Regions from separate parts of the Macaca mulatta genome. Here region 2 is linked to region 1. A link is a contact called in public Hi-C data. All regions are on one chromosome and are shown on one strand. Each heading gives the region's core, a stretch centred on a gene start, on an enhancer-like site or on the middle of the called end of the contact. The rest is flanking DNA. Distances are from core to core; before and after follow the strand shown.

What was found. A called contact is a pair of places that touch in the nucleus more often than the background predicts.
Region 2: a Hi-C map of cortical neurons shows a contact between it and region 1, with 4 times the contacts expected there. The contact joins the promoter of RPL11 here to the promoter of ELOA in region 1. A contact is called at or near these places in 5 of 14 Hi-C or Micro-C datasets (CD4 T cells, blood, cortical neurons and 2 more).

Annotation. Positions count from the first base shown.
Region 1 is chr1:217,252,957-217,257,317 of T2T-MMU8v2.0, forward strand. ELOA (elongin A) reads right to left here and starts at 2,942. Exons shown (of 11, transcript XR_013405952.1): 1 at 2,835-2,942. It also overlaps the pseudogene LOC144335247.
Region 2 is chr1:217,305,465-217,309,961 of T2T-MMU8v2.0, forward strand. RPL11 (ribosomal protein L11) reads right to left here and starts at 2,496. Exons shown (of 6, transcript XM_077970052.1): 1 at 2,468-2,496; 2 at 1,556-1,703; 3 at 425-531. The coding sequence starts at 2,473. It also overlaps the pseudogene LOC144335247.

The sequences.
Region 1 (4,361 bases), core at 1,692-4,191:
GGTTTCATCATATTGGCCAGGCTGGTCTCGAACTCTTGACCTCACATGATCCGCCCGCCTTGGCCTCTCAAAGTGCTGTGATTACAAATGTGAGCCATGGCGCCCGGCCAACTCTGTGTGTGCAGTTTTTTTTCTTTTCTTTTTTTTTTTTTGAGACAGTTTTGCTCTTTTTGCCCATGCTGGAGTGCAATGGCGCAATCTCAGCTCGCTGCAACCTCTGCCTCCCGGGTTTGAGCGATTCTCCTGCCTCAGTCTCCCAAGTAGCTGGGATTACAGGCGCCTGCCGCCACACCCGGCTAATTTTCGTACTTTTAGTAGAGACAGGATTTCACCATGTTGGCCAGGCTGGTCTCACACTCCTGATCTCAGGTGATCCACCCACCTTGGCCTCCCAAAGTGCTGGGACTACAGGTGAGCCACTGCACTCGGCCTAAGGACAGGTAACTTTTCTTAGCCATGAACTATGAAACATAAAAACAGAAACCAAGTGGCCCTAGCCTGCTGATACCTTCTCCCTCAAGTGAGCCAAGATGATAGATGAAAAAGTGAAAACAGAGTTACAGCAATGTCTAATACTAGAAAATCCATGAACATACGTGTGGAATCAAACCCTTGGCTAATAATGGTTTGAAAGCAAGATCTGGTTGCAAATTCAACAGTGCTATATAATCATCTTGCAATTTCACATACAACCTGTAGGAGCTTGTTAGGTTACCAGAAGGTTGAAAGGAACAAGGCCAACATGCCAGCTTGCAGTTTTCCCTCTGCAGTTAACTCATTTCTCAATGTCGACTATTATGCCCTTTGCAAAAATGATCTCCCAACATTTTCTCATCTTCATAATGCTCACTTCACAATGCAAAGCTAGAAATTCAGGGTGATTTTTTATCTAGAAAAAGCCCAAATCCTCAAACAAACAAAATCATTAATAATTCAACTAGGTTAAGGTGGAATAAGCCTTTTCCTAATTTTATATTTCATGCAAATCAACCAATAGAAAAACTACTTCCAAATCTAAATTCTAGTTAAAAAAAAAAAAAAAAAGACTGTAGACACTCATAGAATATTTTTATCTGACAGAAATAAAGAACAAATGGGGCATTGCTTTAAGGTATCAAACGTCAGTCACAGATCTTACAGTGTTTAGGAAAACAAACTAGTACTAAAATAATGACCATTTATTAGACGTCCACAAGGCGTTACTGTAAAAAGAAACTTGTAAGCATGCCTGACCACTAGGTACGGTACTGAAGCTGCAACAGAAAACATGGCACAATGAAAGCATTTTAAATTTTCCCAGATTTGTAACTAAAATGGCTTCCTGAAGAAGTGAATCTTCGAGCTAGGTATGAACGAGAACCCTTAAAAAGTGGTCTGATGGTGAGAGGCTGTGTACGGCCTTTGGAATTGGAGAAACCTTACCTCCAATAGGCTAGAACAAGGTAAAGAGAAAGTGGCTCTTCAAGAAAAAAAAAAAAAAAAAACAAAAAAAAAACCCCGAAGAACGACGATTGGTATCTTCTGAGCACTGACTTTCAGCCTGGTACCTTAGCCTTTCAGGTTAGTCCTAGGAAGCAGCAGGTGAGGAAGAGGCTCCGCAAAGCAGTTCCCCCACGGCCCTAGCGCTCCCTCCACGACTTCCTCTTCCACCAGGACTGAGCTCCAACTCCAAGAACTGCCCGCCCGGGCCAGAATGATGACGGAGAATGCCAAACACGTAGTGCTTTCATCGTTGTATTTCCACTTAAAAAATCCTGACAGCCGAGTTCAACACCAGCCTGGCCAACCCAGTGAAATCCGTCTCTACTAAAAATACAAAAATTAGCCAGGCGTGGTGGCAGGCGCCTGTAATCCCACCTACTGGGGAGGCTAAGGCAGAGAACTGCTTGAACCCAGGAGGCGGAGGTTGCAGGGAGCCGAGATCGCGTCACTGCACACCAGCCTGGGCGACCAGAGCAAGACTGGTCTCAAAGAAAAAAAAAATACAACCACCAGACTGTCTCCTGGAGACCATGGAGAAGTGAGTGACAAGAACGCTTTTAACTTAATGTTCAGTTTGTACAATAAACAACAAAAACTAGTTAACTACAATTAAAAACAGTTGCCCATCATTCGAACAACGAGAAACGGTAGCTTTTACCTTCCTATTAATCGCCAAAAGGAAACCTAGCTGCGACTTCCAACCCCGGGCCCACGCCTCTTTTTCAATTCAAACCTAAGTTTTCAGGAGTACGCCTAGGTGACGTGAGGCTTTATTCTGTTTTGAAAGAGATTCACTGAGAAAGCGAAAGGTCCACGTTCTGATATCCAGCCGGAGAGTAGTAACCGCGTCTCCGAGAGGCGCGGACGACACCACGAGCCCAGGCTCCGCAGCGTTCGGGCGCCCGGTCTCCTCCTCCCGGCGAACACGCACCCGCTGGTGAGTCCGCGCCGCTCCGCGGGGAGCCGGACACCAGCGCAGGCACCGGGCGGCCAGCGAGGCGGTGGCCAGCGCCCTCCCGCCCCGGGCGCGCTCTCCCGCAGGAAACAGCTGGCTCGGGACGCCACGGGAGCGCCTCCGGGAGGAAGCGCTGGGCACGCGGTGTCCACACCGGGCGCGCCCCCGTCCCGGGCCCGTGAAGGAGGGGGAGCGGCCGGGGCCCGGCGTCCCGACGCCCGACGCACGGGGTCCCAGCGCGCGAGCAGCGGCCAATGGCCGCGAACTTCACGACCCCAGCCCCGCGGGGCCTGGCTCAGGGTCCCAGTCCCCGAACCCCGCCGCGCCCGGGCCGCGACCGTTACGGGGCCCGCACCGACCCAACGCCCACCCCGCTACGCGCCGCCCCCTCGCTCACCTTCTTAGGGTCCGGGTTCGCGACCAGGCGCGCCTGCAGCTTCTCCACAACTTGGAGCGCCGACTCCGCCGCCATCGCTGTCACTGGCGCGGCCTCCTCGCCGGAACTGGGCTCGCGTCGCGTCCTCGGGCCGCAGCTCCGCCCTCCGTGCATCCCCGGCGGAGACGGAAGCGCGCCTGGCCCCTTCCGGGCCTCGGCTGGGGTGTGCGGGGGGCGGCGGGCCGCAGGCTCCGCCCCCAGGGCCAGGTCCCCAGCGCCCACCCAGCGGCCGCGCACGCCTCGCGCCCCGGGCCCAGGTGTGCGCGCTGAGCGCTGGGGGCTGCTCGGACCGTGTGCGCCTCCGCCGCAGGCACCCCAGCTCCCGGTGCTCGCGTGCTGAGCCCAAGCCTGGAAGACCTCTCCAGGGTCTAGTTCAAGACGGAATGAGGCCAGCGTGCCAGACTCTGGCTTTATAAATCCTAACGCTTTCCCCCTCCCGGGGCCTAGCCACGCCCTAATGAACACCCTGTCAGGGGTCCCGGGCTGGTGCCCGCCCTAGGAGTCCTAAGGTACTCGCGGTAGCAGCCACCCTAGGCTGAGCATACGATGCGTCAGTAGTTAGACTATATTTTCCAGCCTCAGTACAACCTGATGAAACGAGTTGTATCATCTTCATTTTGCAGATGAGGAAACTGAGGTTCAAGGAGATCAAATTAACTTGCAGATGGCCGCAGAACAGGAAAGAACTGAAAATGGAACCTGAATCTAAGATATCTAGGACCACTGTGAGCGCACATTTCTGAACAGGTCCAGGAATTGAGGCCCAGAGAAAGGGATTCGTCAAGATCCAAACAGCTTAGTTCCTTCCATGAGGCAATAATAGCCCATGTGTCTTGTTTTCCCCACAGTGTCTGGCACATAGGCACCGAATAAATACTTCTTGAATGGACAGATAGATAGATGTTTCCTCTGATGACCTGCCAATGAGCCGTAGGGCTTGAATCAGAAGAGCCCAAGATACCATTCTTCAGGCCGCCTACTCTCATCCTAAAAGCACTAAGTTTTACCATTACTAATATTACCACTAAAAAGAGCAACTAAATAGTTGCAAACTGACTTAATCAAAGTACCAGCATTGATTAAATCTCATTTGATCAGATCAAAGTAGAACCTAATCAGATCTTCAGCAGCAAACTGGCAGTGCACCTAGCCTGATCTCTCCCTCAAAGCAGGAAAGCCCAGAAATTCTTCCAGATTCCAGCTCTGGAAGAAACAAAAACACCTTAAACACAAGTTGTTTCTTCAAATGAGCATCCATTCACTCACTATGCTGAAAAGCCCTCCCTACCATGTCCCCACTCCTCCATTTGGTGCCCCTCCCCCAGTTCCCTAAGCAACTGACCACCTTTTTAAGGTGTAAATGGTCAGTTTATTTATCTGTCTTGTCACTGGGCTGTTTATTTATCAAGTACAGTAACCGACCTGTCCAACTTTGAATCTCTGCCACCTAGCATCATCTAGACCTTATAATCAGCATTGGATATAAAG
Region 2 (4,497 bases), core at 1,246-3,745, 52 kb after region 1:
GCAGTGGCACAATCTCAGCTCACTGCAACCTCTACCTCCCGGGTTCAAGCAATTTTCATGCCTCAGCCTCCCGAGTAGCTGGGACTATAGGCGCCCGCGACCAAGTCTGGCTAATTTTTATATTTTTAGTAGAGATGGTGTTTCGCCATATTGGCCAGGATGGTCTCGAACTCCTGGCCACAAATAATCTATCCTCCTTGGCCTCCCAAAGTGTTAGGATTATAGGCGTAGAGCCACTGTGCCCAGCCTCAAGCATCTCTTAAACCACCAAGAATAGTTTAACCCTGCTGATTGTAAAAAGTCTTTTAGAAACTTAAATAATAAATGTCAAGGCACCAAAGAACAGAACATTAAATGTAACTTATCTACTTGTGTTATTAAGTGGGTGCTCATTAATATCACTCCATTAGGGGATTAGCCTCACCTTTAGACCCTTCTCCAAGATTTCTTCTGCCTTGGCCCCTCGAACTGTGCAGTGGACAGCAATCTTTTCATTTCTCCGGATGCCAAAGGACCTGACAGTGTATCTAGCTGCAGAAAGGGGGTAACAAGGAGTCAGATGCCATCACACCCCCACTACACTCACCTCCTTCCCAGAACACCATCTCCATGACTTAAAGAGGCATTAAGTATTCATCCACACTCTAAGTTGTGGTGTTCTAATTAGTGTCGCCTACATCTATTAATAAGATTTCATCCACAGCAGATTTTCCCATTTCCAGACATCCAGCCATCCTTCAGCAGTTAAGAACAGTCATAATGCCAAAGTTCCAAGAAGGGCAAGTTCACAACCAGAATAAGCCAAAGAAGTCACTAGTAAGATTATCATGGTCCAAAGAAAATAAAGCATTATTGACAATAATCTAGTACTTGCTAAAACCTTATTATTATACTGTTGTCCACATTTTATACGTGAGGTTTTGAGAGGTTTATTAACTTGCACAACTGGTAATAAAAAGCAGGATTGGAATCCAAAGACTTGCCACATTTCACCATCCTAAAGCAACGGCACATATACAACTCATTTTATCTTCCACAATTATCAAGTATTACACCCTCTTTATGCAAATAAAAAAGCAGAGGTCCAGAGAGCCCAGAGTCAGACCAGCAAGTGGTGAAGCCATCACTCAAACCCAGGCAATCTGTATACAACTTTTGAGATAGGGTCAACCAGGCTGTAGTGCAGTAGCACTATCATAGGCCACTGAAGCCTCTCATGCTCCTGTACAGCCCTGTTCTTAAGGCAGCCTATATAACCCTAACTGCTAATCAGATCTAATGATCTTTACTTCGTTCCTGGTATTTCCACTCTATCTCATATCCTAGTTACTTGGGAAAATCTTTACTTGGGCTAGCCTTAGCTTAAGATCTGCTCATATAAAATCCAGTGTTCCAATCCCACATGCAATCTCGAAAACAAAGACACTTTTTGGTCGGCTCATGAATTTAACGCTTTAAGTGATGCCGACTGTCACTTTCTAAACAGACTCGACAGCAGGTAAATTAAACAAACAGGCGACCCAAGTGGGTAGCCCTGTCATTTGTCACTACTCACCTTTGGAAAACACAGGGGTCTGCCCTGTGAGCTGCTCCAAAACCTTGGCAGCTCGGGTCAGTCTGTCTCCACTCTCCCCAACACAGATGTTGAGACAGAGCTTGCGGATGCGAAGTTCCCGCATGGGGTTCTCCTTTTCACCTTGATCCTGCTGCAATGGGGAAGAGCAGCAGTCAATACACTCACAGCTGAGAGCCCTGAGTTTTTACTACTTTCTATCTGCACAGCATTTTTATTTCTGCTCATCCCAAATCGTAACGAAGAAGGTATCACCGTGTTTGGGAGGCATCAAGGAACGAAGTCAGCTCGGGACCTATTCTTCCTCCACGAACGGAACAGGTGAAGAGAAAACTCAGGACAGGTATTGAGTGTTAAAGGTTACGGACACTGAGATCGAACTCTAAGAGGCTCAGGATAACAAAGAGCGCCCCCACTGTAAGGGAAACTAAGGGGAGTAAGCGACGGAATAGAACTTAACTGCTAACAGGAAACACGTGGTTATGCGACGTTCAGCATCCCACTCGGAAGCTGTCTAAAGGCTGGCACCTTCCCTAAGCCGAGCACCCGGCTAAGGTTTCCTAGCACTCAGCAAGTCTCAAGTCCCCGGAACCAGGAAAAGGCGCGGACCCTTGCCTCAGAACCCTCCATTCACCCCATCTGCCCTAGCTGCAGCCTCCTGACAGTGCTTCTGAGCTCTCCCGGCAACTGCCCGGAGCCGCTCCTAAAATGATGGCAGGGAAAGTGACAGAATTCAACCCTGCGTCCTTGGCTCGAACGGCTCTGCCAGTTTTGGGCCGGCAAGCATTGAGGGGTCCATACTCCTCGGGCTGCAGGCGAGGTAGCCCCCGCAAGCTCGGCCTGCCATGGATGGCGACGGATAAAGAAAAGCAAATCCAGATCCCAGCTACTCACCGCCATGATGGGGTGCAGGAAAAGAAAACGGAGCTTCCGGCCCAGGGCCTTATGGGCCAGGAGGCGGGCTTTTTTCCCAGGCTAACCACAGAGATCAAGAAGAGGAAGAGAGGCGCATTTGGCTGCGCAGTGCAGCGTCGGCTTCCCCCTTGTGGGTAGGGCTAGCAACTGCAAGCAACGCTGGCTGAAGACCGGGATTTGGGTTTTCCAAAAATAGTTTTTGAAAGCTCCTAGAATCAGCACGACCTTGAGTTTCCGGACCTTGAAGACGTTCTCTCCTCCCAGTGTCAGGTGCTGGTGGTGCTTGTGTGATGAGACCGCCAAAACTACATTAAATCAATCATGCAAATTATGACGCAAATTTATTCTGTAGCTGGGATTATAGGCGCGCACCACCATATCTGTCTATTTTTTTTGTACTTTTAGTAGAGATGGGGTTTCACCATGTTGGTCGGGCTGGTCTCGAACTCCTGACCTCAAATGATCCACCTGCCTTGGCCTCCTAAAGTGCTGGGATTACAGGAGTGAGCCACCACGCCGGGCACAAATAGAATTTATACAAACGGAATGGTGTGGTAGCTCAAGAGTCCCGAGCTTGAAGACAGGCAGATGTGGTCCTGTCTCGATCAGTTAGTAGCTATGTGACCTTGGGCAAGTTACTACAGGGTGAGTATTCCTAACCTGAAAAGCCTGGGACCAGATGGTTTTTGGATTTGGGATTTTTCCGGATTTTGGAATATTTGCATAAACATAATGAGATATCTTGGAGATGGGACCCAAGTCTGAACATGAAATTAACTTATGTTCCATATACACCTTATACACATAGTGTGAAGGTAATTTTATACAATATTTTAAGTAAGTTTGTTCATGAAACAAAGTTTGTATACATTGAACCATCAGAAACCAAAGGTGTCACTATCTCAGCCACCCTTGTGGACAGTCTCTGGTTGGTTGGCCTAACCATTGTTCCAGACTGTAAATGTATATGCTACTGATAAGCAATACTTTCTTATGCTTATTCACATATGAGTACTTCACAGCAAAATATATGCTATGCCATTAATACCGTGAAAAAGTAATGTGTTCAGGGCAACTAAGCAGCAGAGGAGCATCACCGGAAAACCTGGATCAGCTGTGAAGCAACAGCGACCACCGGCCCCCACCCCACCCGCCACCAGGCCAGCCGCTGTGGCTCACACCTGTAATCCCAGCGCTTTGGGAAGCCGGGGTGGGTGGATCACTTAAGGTCAGGAGTTCGAGACCAGCCTGGCCAACAGGGTGAAACCCCGTTTCTACTGAAAATACAAAAATTAACCGGGCCTGGTGGTGCATGCCCGTAATCCCAGCTACGGGAGGCTGAGGCAGGAGAATCGCTTGAACCTGGGAGAGGAAGCTTGCAGTGAGCCAAGATCACCCCACTGCACTCCAGCCTGGGTGACAGAGCGATACCCTGTCTTAAAACAAATAAACAAACAAAAAACAGCTACCACAAATGGCAGGCTTTCAGTCTCCACCTATGATGCAGTGTTTTGATTAAAAGATTACTGGACACTGTAATTTTTTTTAAGGTGAGAAGAAGCATCAGAAGCAGTTGTGGGAGCAGGAAGTGGGTCCCCTAGGGAAAAGGAGGCGTTCTCCTGGATGGCTTTTTAAAATGTTTCCTCCAGAGTCATCTGCGTTTCTTTTCTTTCTTTTTTATTTTATTTTTTATTTTTTGAGGCACGGTCTTGTTCTGTTGTCCAGGCTGGAGTGTAGTGGTGTGATCTTGGCTCATGGCAGCCATGACCTCCTGGGCTCACATGATCCTCCCACCTCAGCCTCCCACGTAGCTGGAACCACAGGTGCACACCAACATGCCCGGCTAATTTTTAAAATTTTTTGAAGAGATGGGGTCTTGCCGTGTTGCCTGGCCCACAAATCTTTAAAGATGTAACATCATGTTTCGTCTTAAATTTCTGCAACCAGCCAGGTGCAGTGGCTCATACCTGTAATCCCAACAGTTTGGGAGGCCAATATGGGAGGGTGCT